Linked DNA regions of Mus musculus: region 1 is linked to region 2. A link is a contact called in public HiChIP or PLAC-seq data. All regions are on one chromosome and are shown on one strand. Each heading gives the region's core, a stretch centred on a gene start, on an enhancer-like site or on the middle of the called end of the contact. The rest is flanking DNA. Distances are from core to core; before and after follow the strand shown.

What was found. HiChIP or PLAC-seq counts read pairs in DNA pulled down with a chosen protein or histone mark.
Region 1: a contact with region 2 is called in an H3K27ac HiChIP or PLAC-seq map of microglia, with 2.9 times the contacts expected there. The contact joins two enhancer-like sites. A contact is called at or near these places in 2 of 39 promoter capture datasets (the C10 cell line and hematopoietic stem and progenitor cells), 6 of 115 datasets of contacts at active chromatin or transcription factors (the HPC-7 cell line, bone marrow-derived macrophages, embryonic stem cells and 1 more) and 3 of 9 other capture datasets (adipose tissue, liver and pancreatic islet).

The regions. Positions count from the first base shown.
Region 1 is chr11:80,167,274-80,172,393 of GRCm38.p6, reverse strand. It overlaps Adap2 (ArfGAP with dual PH domains 2), which reads right to left. Exons shown (of 11, transcript NM_172133.1): 7 at 1,633-1,716. Among named protein-coding and RNA genes, the nearest start is that of Rnf135, 14 kb to the left of the region's middle. Within about 2 kb of position 3,638, at least 57 of the 459 cell types and tissues checked have an H3K27ac peak or open chromatin away from gene starts, as enhancers often do. A contact at or near this core is called in adipose tissue, bone marrow-derived macrophages, hematopoietic stem and progenitor cells and 1 more, where this site is marked.
Region 2 is chr11:80,065,265-80,070,169 of GRCm38.p6, reverse strand. All of the region lies in intron 1 of Crlf3 (cytokine receptor-like factor 3), which reads left to right. Among named protein-coding and RNA genes, the nearest start is that of Crlf3, 13 kb to the left of the region's middle. Within about 2 kb of position 2,474, at least 89 of the 459 cell types and tissues checked have an H3K27ac peak or open chromatin away from gene starts, as enhancers often do. A contact at or near this core is called in adipose tissue, bone marrow-derived macrophages, hematopoietic stem and progenitor cells and 1 more, where this site is marked.

The sequences.
Region 1 (5,120 bases), core at 2,389-4,888, 100 kb before region 2:
CCACAAAGACTTCCTAGGTTTCCAGCACTAAATTCTTAAGACTGAGCACCACACCTAGATATAGGAAGGACAAGAGCGAGAGACAGGCAAGTGTGGTAGAAATATGGCTGATGACGGAGGCAAGAGAACCTTGGGGACATTGGTCAAAAGATGGCTTCCTCCACACAGGTAACCAAACAGAGGAAGCCGGGCCAGATCTAATAAGGCTGAGCACCTGCCCTGTGCCCTCCCCTTTGCCCTCCCCTTTGCCCTCCCCTCTCCTGGGTCAGCAGTCAGCACCCTGGACTCTTCACTGAGTCAGCAGTAACCAGCTCTGGGTGCTGACTAAGCATCATGACCTCAGCTTTGAGCCTGACCCCTGTCCTTGCTGGAACTGTGCCTAGGGAACTTTGAAACGGGTACATCACAGTTACTCAGCTCCCTGCAAACCCCAGGACGAGAGGAACATTTAGGTTTTCAATGAGGCTCTAACAGATGAGACTAAGAGATCACAGGTTAAGATGGTCCCATGGCTAGCGTGCTTGCCGTGCAAGTGTAAGGACCTGACTTTGAACAACAGTACCCACATAAAAAAGCTGAGCTTCTGTCATGAGGACCATAATCTCAGCACTAGGGAGACACAGACCAGAGGATCCTTGGGGCTCACTGGACGGCCAGCCCAGCCTAATGGGAAGGCACAGGGCAATGGAGAAAGATTGTCAAGGTAGACAGCATCTGAAGGATGACACATGAGACTGACTTCTGACCTCCACACACATAGACACACATGTGTACATATAAGTACACACACACACACACACACACACACACACACACGCCCACACCTTTCATTGCAGCACTTGGGAGGCAGAGGCTGTCAGATCTAGGTGATTTCCAGCCCAGCCCAATCTGCATAGTGAGTTCTAGGCCAGCCTGGGCTACTCAGTGAGACTATGTCACAAACACCACCACCAAACCCAAATCAAAACAAAACAAACCCACATCCTCAATCACAGAACCTCAGAGCTTAGAGGGGACCCTGAAGGAGACCTGGACCAGCCACCATCTTCCTAATATGGAAATGTGTTCAGAAAGGTACCTGTAAGGCTCACACAGTATGTCAGTAACAGAGCAACTGTGAGGGCCTAGGCCTACTGGCTTAAACTACCATCTTCTGCCCCATGTCATTCCTGTTCCCAGACAAGGCTGCAGGAAGTAGATGTAGAACCCAGATGTCTGGGGACAATCGATAGGAAGTCCTCCGCTTACTGTTACCTTTACCACCACAGGCAGATCCCAACATCTCCCAAGGACCAAGCATCACAGGACACAGCTGTGGAAGGGCAATGGGAGCAATCACCAAACCCAACTCTCAGTTCTAAGTAATTACTATATAGGAAGGGTCCAGATAAAATGGGCTAGAAGCACTGTGCATACAATAGGTAGGCTCATTTGCATATTTCAGTGGGAAATTTCAGAAAGATGTTCAAAGGCTGAGGCCCTTGACCCCACAGAGAGTTGTTTTACTCCAGCCTTCCTAGGCTTAACTGCAGTAAACCTTGTCTAGCCCCTGTGTGTCTTAGGGGTCAAGAGACAAGCAGAGAAAGGGGGAGGGGATGGAACACGCAGAAGTCAAGTCCACATTTAGCTCACCTCAGACTCTGGGAGATCAGGAAAGGCCAATTTCAGGTATTGCAGGCGGGCTGCACGGAGAGCATTGAACCAATCCACTATCTCCTGCCAGGAAAAATGCAAAGCACACACAGTGGTGAGATGGGCGGATGTGGGAGAACCTTGCTGACAGGGCTACAGGGAACGGGGTCACTACTTCACACACACACACACACACAAACACACACACACACACACACACACACACACAGGTTCAGGAAATACACACTTCACACAGTCCCATCAGGGAACATCTGGAAAGGGTGATTATCAGAGCCCAGGGGACTGCCCTGAGCTAGTCACAAGTCACAGACAGGAAGAGCTTCCAGCCACGGAAAAAGACAAGTGTGAGCTGCACAAAAAGGCTTAGTACACTTCTTTAAGTTTAGAAGACACTCCTGGATTCCTATTAGGAGACTGGTGTGGAGTGGGGCTAAGACTGTATTCCTTAGCATTAAGACTCCCAGGGGCTGTGATGCTGTGGGGTGCTGGGACACAGTTCTTCAGGTGGGGGTGGGGGCTGCATGTGGAGACATTCCTCCATCAGAGATGCTCAGGAGGGACCTGGAATGCACAGGCCAGCCACAAGGGGATGTCACACTGAGAGCACATCCTTCATAATGGTGAGCCAACATCGTCTCACCGGAGAACCACATCCCCAAGGGTTTCTCAGCTCCTCTCCAGTCAGCCATCCTGTCTCCTTCCTACCTACCTTCCTTCCTTCCTTCCTTCCTTCCTTCCTTCCTTCCTTCCTTCCTTCCTTCCTTCCTTCTCCCCCACCCCGACCCATGCTTTCCTTTCCTCATGTGTATGTGTGCATGCCTACACCCACACGCATATATGTGCCCCAGAGTGGGCCCACGAAGGACAGAAGACAGCCTTGGAGATCCCCTGTAACTGCAGTCAGAAGCAGCTGTGTGAGCCACCATGTGAGTTTAGGGAACTGAACCCAGGTCCTGTGCAAGAACAGCAAGTGCTCTTAACTGCTGAGACATCTCTCCAGCTTCCCCCTCCACCTCATTTTACAATGTTTAGAGAAGCCTTCTACAACTTCTGTATCTCCAGAGTCCTTTTTACTTTTTTGTTTGTTTTTTAGTATGTATGTATGTATGTATGTATGTATGTATGTATTTATTTATTTATTTATTTTTGTGGTGAGTCCCATGTAGTCCAGGCTAGCCTCCTCAAACATCTAAGTAGCAGAGATTAGCCTTGAACTCTTTTTTTTGTTTGTTTGTTTGCTTTTATCAAGACAGGGTTACTCTGTGAAACTTTGGCTATCTGTGGACCAGGATGGCCTTGAACTAACAAGAGATATGCCTGCCTCTGCCTCCAAAGTGTTGGGACTAAAGCATGAGTCACCACTGCTGATGCTGAAGACACCGAAGACACCACCGCCTGGCTAGCCTTGAACCCTTGATTCTCCTGCTTCTTCCTCCCATGTATGGCGACTGCACATGCACACCACATCACCTCTTCATTTTATTCTTATGTTTGATACAGGAGATTGTCATGGAGGCCACACTTGAACCTTGTTGTCCTCCTGCCTCTCTCTCTCATCCCCACTCCAATCACTACCCACATTCCCACCACTCCACGTGCTTCTCCTTCCTACCCTACCCACCCTTTGACCTATGACAGTCCATTCATTGCATACATTAGTTTAGATGTTGTAATAAATTCCTGTGCAAGTATTTCACAGTGGTGAGACACAATGGAAGCCTTCTAGGTTGCTCCTCCCCACTGGGTTGCTCCTCTCCCAGTTTCTCTGAGACCTGATCCTCAACCTCATACCCCAACAGTCCCCACCCTGCCTTGGATACAGCAGATGGACCAATAAAGAGACGGGACTGGACTTATCAGATCTGCTCTCTCCCAGGAATCTGGGATGGAGAGGCAGAAAGACTTGCTGGGAGATCTGTGGTGCAGGGCACAGAGGTCATGCACTGATTGAGGAAGTCATGTGAGTGCAGACTCAACAGAGAGCAACAAGTTCCTTTCTACGCCCAAAGCCAGACATAGCCAGACAGACACACAGGCCTAGTGGGACTTCTGAGTCTCCTGTCCTGGTGTTTGTTAAGGGCGTTCTTGGCAGGGTATGTTGGCCTATGCCTACAATCTCAGTGGGAGGAAAGTTGAGACAGGAGGATTGCTCCAAGTTCAAGACCAGCTGAGCTACATAGCAAAATACAACTCCTCCCTAAAAAGGAAAGAAAATGAAAATCAAAAGTTCTTGGGTCTTAGGCATTCAGAAAATGGAGCCACCTCAGAAAAAAAAGGAACCCAGCATGTACTTAGGCTATATTTATATTCGCAGCGTAAGGAGAAGAAAAACAGTCTTACAGGCCTGAGCAGACAGAAGCTGCAGCCCAGGGTGCTTCCATCACCTCTCACCACTGTCAAATACTTTCAAGGTGATGTTTCCTGGTCACTCGGTGCTTAAAGGCCCCGTGGGAGCCAGGTGTGGTGGTACACACCTTTATTCAGCACTCGGGTGTGTCCAAGGCCAGCCAAGTCTACACAAGTTCCAGGCTAGCCTAGATTACCAGGTATGAATCCTTCAAAATAACAACAATAACAACGAAATCCTCAGCTGGGCGTGGTGGCGCACGCCTTTAATCCCAACACTCCGGAGGCAGAGGCAGGCAGATTTCTGAGTTCGAGGCCAGCCTGGTCTACAAAGTGAGTGCCAGGACAGCCAGGGCTACACAGAGAAACCCTGTCTCAAAAAAACAAAAACAAAAAACAAAACAAAACAAACAAACAAACACCCAAAAAACAAACAAACAAAAAACCCAACCAAGTCCCCAAGCAAACAAAAACCAATCTACAAAGCAGGTAAAAGCCATGAGAAAGGGCTGGAGAGATGGCTCAGTAGTTAAGAGCACTGACTGCTCTTCCAAAGGTCCTGAGTTCAAATCCCAGCAACCACATGGTGGCTCACAACCATCCGTAACAAGATCTGATGCCCTCTCCTGGTGTGTCTGAAGACAGCTACAGTGTACTTACATATAATAAATAAATAAATCTTAAAAAAAAAAAAAAGCCGTGAGAAAGGTGGGCATTAGGGAGCAGTCCAGAGTCACCTCCCCAGTTTGAGGAACCCTGGGAAAATCTCTTCCTCTAACTCCAGATAGCTGCTGCCCAAGGTTCTCTCACCAGCAGAATCATACTTACACATAAAATAAAAGGAAGAGATCTAATTTTAAAAAAGTGTCTTGGCCGGGTGGTAGTGGCACACTGACCCCAGCACTCCAGTAGCAGAGGCAGAGGCAGCCGGATCTCTGAGTTCGAGGCCAGCCTGGTCTACAAATTGAGTTCCAGGACAGCCAGGGCTATACAGAGAAACCCTGTTTTGATCCCTCCCACAAAAAAAAAAAAAAAAAAAAGTTGTTAAATGGATGCTGGACTGAGGAACTCTCTACTGTGTGACCTGAGTAAGGGACCTGATCTGTCCCTGTCCCTTGAAT
Region 2 (4,905 bases), core at 1,225-3,724:
GACGGTATCAGATCCCCTGAAACTGGGGTTACAGACAGGTATGCTCACACAGCTGCCATGTGGTTGCTGGGCATTAAATCTGGGTCCTTTGGAAGAGCAGCCAGTGCTCTTAACCACTGAGCCAGCTCTCCAGCCCCGCCTTAATCGTTTTTACAATCCAGATTCCTGGCACATAATCAACTCAGTAAACATGTAAATGAAAGCCTTTGTGAATGTGTGGGTGTAGTTTTGCAGAGATTCTTCTTAGATTGTAATCTTGATGATGTGCATTTTCTTCATTAATGCAGTTAATCTAGAGTTAATCATCTGTCTCACCATGCTGTTTGATTATCTCCTGCTGTATAATAAACTGCAAAAGTTCAGCAGGTTAGAAGCTGTTAGTTCTTTGGTGCAGCACATTCATAATCTTATCACTAAAGCTGAGGAGGGAGGATTCCTGGGAGTATAAGGGTAGCCTGGGCTACATAATGAGTTCCAGGCCAAGGCTACTTAGTGAGACACTGTCTAATCACACCTGACTCTGCCTCCTGAGTGCTAGGATTAAAGGTGTGGTCTTTTTTTTTTTTTTTTTTAAAGGTTTTATTTATTTATTATATGTAAGTACACTGTAGCTGTCTTTAGATCTCGTTACGGATGGTTGTGAGCCACCATGTGGTTGCTGGGATTTGAACTCTGGACCTTCGGAAGAGCAGTCGGGTGCTCTAACCCACTGAGCCATCTCACCAGCCCTAAAGGTGTGGTCTTAATTAAGGTTTAAATACATTTTATAGGGGCTGGGGAGATGGCTCAGGGGTTAAGAGTATTGGCTGTTCTTCCAGAGGTCCTGAGTTCAATTCCCAGCAACCACATGGTGGCTCACAACCATCTGTAATGGGATCTGACGTCCTCTTCTGATGTGTCTGAAGACAGCTACAGTGTACTCAGATACATAAAATAAATAAATAAATCTCTTTTTTTGTTTGTTTGTTTTTTGCTTTTTTGAGACAGGGTTTCTCTGTGTAGCCCTGGCTGTCCTGGAACTCACTCTGTAGACCAGGCTGGCCTCGAACTCAGAAATCCACCTGCCTCTGTCTCCCAAGTGCTGGGATTAAAGGCATGGGCCACCACTGCCCGGCGATAAATCAATCTTTAAAAAATACATTGTATGATCTTTTTAAATGACTTATTTATTTTATGTGCATTGGTGTTTTGCCTGCATGTATAGCTGTGTGAAGGTGTCAGATACTCAGCAGCTGGAGTTATAGCCTTGTGAGCTACCATGTAGATGCTGGGAATTAAGCCTGGGTCCACTGGAAGACCAGCCAGTGTTCTTAACTGCTGAGCAATCTCTCCAGCCCCAACTTTATGACCTTTTGATAACTAAACTCTGAGGAAAGTAGTTCAGTTGTGTGTTGTCTTGTATCAATGGATAGTATTTTGTGAGCTCATCATCCTGTTACCTTCAAAAGGTTAAACAGTGAGCTTAAATAATCTTGTCACTTTTAATAATCTTGCAAGGATGGCCGGTGACAGCAAACTTTTAATCCAGCACTGAGGAGGCAGAGGCAGGCAGATAAATCTCTGTGAGCTCCGGGACAGCTAGGGCTAGAGAGAGAGAGAGAAAGAGAAAGAGAGAAAGGAAGAGAAGAGAAGAGAAAAGAAAAGTTTTAATGATCTTGTCACACTGGAGGTTTCAGTAGGAGTTCAGAATATGACTGACGAATATAAACTGTATAAATTACAGTTTCCTCCTGGAGTCCTTAAGTTGCCTGCCATTTATACTTTCTCTCTCTCTTGGCTGGCCTAGAACTATCGGCATTGTTTCCTAGTATAGCACTGGCTAGTCTGGAACTTATTCAATAGATCTCTGGCTCTTGCCTCTACGTTTGAGTGTTTGGATTACAGAAGTGTGCCATCTTGCTTGGAACTTGTTAAAATCACATCTGTAAGTCAAAATCACCTCGGTAGCAAGAACATGGCTCCTGGACTCAGATGTGGGGCACAGGGAAGTCTTGAGTTTTTTTCCCTCCATTGTAGACTGTGCAGGTATGATGCTGTAGTCAGATAAGAGGAAACACATTAGCCTACCTCAAACTGGGAGACTCATCAGTGAACTGTTTTCATAAAGCCAAAAAACTTGATACTTGATTACTATGGTTAGATTAATGTTGACTGAGCTTTAAACTGTGAGCTATTTTTTGGAAGAAGAAAATGATCTAAGGGAAAACCAAGGAGGTTTGAAAAGGCAGTGGTTGGTGTTCTGTGAACAACAGACACCACATGCATGCCCGGCGAGCGCCTGGGGGGCAGGTTTGGAAGTGGAGGCTTCCCTCCACAGTCCTCACTAATGTTGACATATTTCCTCTTTCCCTAAGGTTGTCAGACAAAACCAACAAAATAACACGGGCTTGCAATTTCTGAGGGAGCTTCTGAATTCTTTCTAAAGAGGAAATTGACTTTACCTAACCAGGGCACTTCCTGCATATGCTGTATCCGTTAAAGAGCCAGGCAGGGCCTTGCTGGTTCAGTGCTCAAGTGCAGAGTTTCCTCTTAGAGGAAGGTCTGAAATGTGGCACAGTGGACTTTATTCTACCTATATTGCATTTATAAATCAACCATGGTCTTAAAAAATTCAGGTTCTGGGGCTGGGCCTGAGATGTAGCTCAGTTGGGAGAGTATTTGCCCACTATGCTTGAAGCTGGACATGGGGGGACCTACCTGTAGTTTGGAGGGGTGAAAGAAGAAAGATCAGAAGTTCAGGATCCTCTTGAACTACAATGAGATTGAGGCTTGGTATCCATGAGATATTGACTTTCAAAATAACAAACAAATGCATCAGGTCTAGAGCCTGACACTGTGCATTGCTAACAATATAAAAGTCATAAGACTTTCTTTCTGTAGTTTTTTAGTTTATTTTTTGGTTTTTCGAGATAGGGTTTCTCTGTGTAACCTATTCTGGAATTAGCTCTGTAAACCGGGCTGGCCTTGAACTCAGAGATCCACCTACCTCTGCTTCCAAAGTGCTGGATTAAGGGCTTGTGCTGACACACACACACACACACACATACACACACGTATATGTATATATTATTCATTTTTGGTAGGTGTATGTGTGTGTATGTGTGTGTGTGTGTGTGTGTGTGTACACATGTTAATATTCCAGTCAAGAGAAAGCTGGCAAGAGGATTAAGAGTTAGAATAGTATATAATAGATCATAAAACTACTATTGTTTGTAAAACAAAATGATGGCTTTGGGAGCTCTTTTTTTGGTTTTGGTTTTGGTTTTTTTGGTTTTTGAGACAGGGTTTCTCTTTATAGCCCTGGCTGTCCTGGAACTCATTTTGTAGACCAGGCTGGCCTCGAACTCAGAAATCTGCCTGCCTCTGCCTCCCAAGTGCTCGGATTAAAGGTATGCACCTTTACTGCTGGAGATTGAATCTAGATGCTTACACTCCTGAGTCATATCCCAGGTCGTGTGTTTGAACTGTCCCACTTATAGTTAGTATTTGAGAGGAAATGGACTGTGTTTTATCCATTACATTTTTTTAAAAAGATTTATTTATTTATTATATCTAAGTACAATGTAGCTGTCCTCAGACACTCCAGAAGAGGGCGCCAGATCTCATTATGGGTGGTTGTGAGCCACCATGTGGTTGCTGGGATTTGAACTCAGGACCTTCAGGAGAGCAATCAGTGCTCTTAACCGCTGAGCCATCTCTCCAGCCCCTATCCATTACATTTTTGTTGTTGTTGTTTTGTTTTGTTTTGAAGACGGGGTTTCTCTGTATAGCCCTGGCTGTCCTGGAACTCACTTTGTAGACCAGGCTGGCCTCGAACTCAGAAATCCACCTGCCTCTGCCTCCCAAGTGCTGGGATTAAAGGCGTGCGCCACCATGCCCAGCCCATTACATTTTATTAAACATCTGGTGACTACAAACAGCTTATTTGCTTTCAGAATATATGTGAGATGCAAAGACTTTTCTGTTATAACTCCTAGCACAAAGATTTTTAAACTTGGCTCTGTGGACCGAGGACAGTGCATCTAAAATGTGGGCAGACTCACCAATGTGCCTGTGACAAGTGAGAGTTCTGAGCGTATGTCCCTCCTACTCCTCCTAAGCTGTGTTCAGTTGGTCTCAACCCTGTAGTCTGAGTTAGCAGGGAGCACACAGAATCCCTTTGCAAAGAACATTTCATAATCACAACTCGATCCAGTTATCGGCCAGCTTGTCCCACCAATCACCGAGGTTTGTGATTAGTGAGAGATTGTATTCACCAAAATGAAATGAACAGTGATCTAGGAAGACATCTGTGCCCCTGCGCGTATGCGTGCGTGCACGTACACAGACAGACAGACAGACAGACAGACACAAAAGTAAAGCAGATTTAAAAAAAATGACAGCAGCAGCAACAAAGCTGATTATGGTGACACATGCTTGTCATCAAGAGGCTACATGAAACAAGCAAACACGAGGGAAGGATTACATGATCTCATTTCTGTAGAATCTGAAAAGGATTCATAGGAGCATGCAGTAGAATACTGGTCAGCAGGAACAAGGTGGGGAGAAATAGTGATACGTGGTACCACGGTGCAGGGTTTCTGTGATAGGATGAACATATTCTGGAGCATTAATGTATAGGGCAGGGACTGTGCCCTGAACTATATTGTATTTTGCAAATTGCTAAGAGAGAGCTTCAGTGTTCTTACCACAGAAAGTAATCATTGGGTTGGCAAGATGGCTTGTTGGATAAAGGTACTTGCTCCAAGTCCCAAAACCTGAGTTCAGTCCTTGAGGCCCACATGGTGGAGCGGGAGCACTGACCCTCAAAAGTCTTCTACACACAGGTGAAGGCCCAGGTGCTGTGCACAGGAGCTCTGCACACACATTCCTTACAAATGCGTGCTCGCTTGCGCGCTCTCTCTC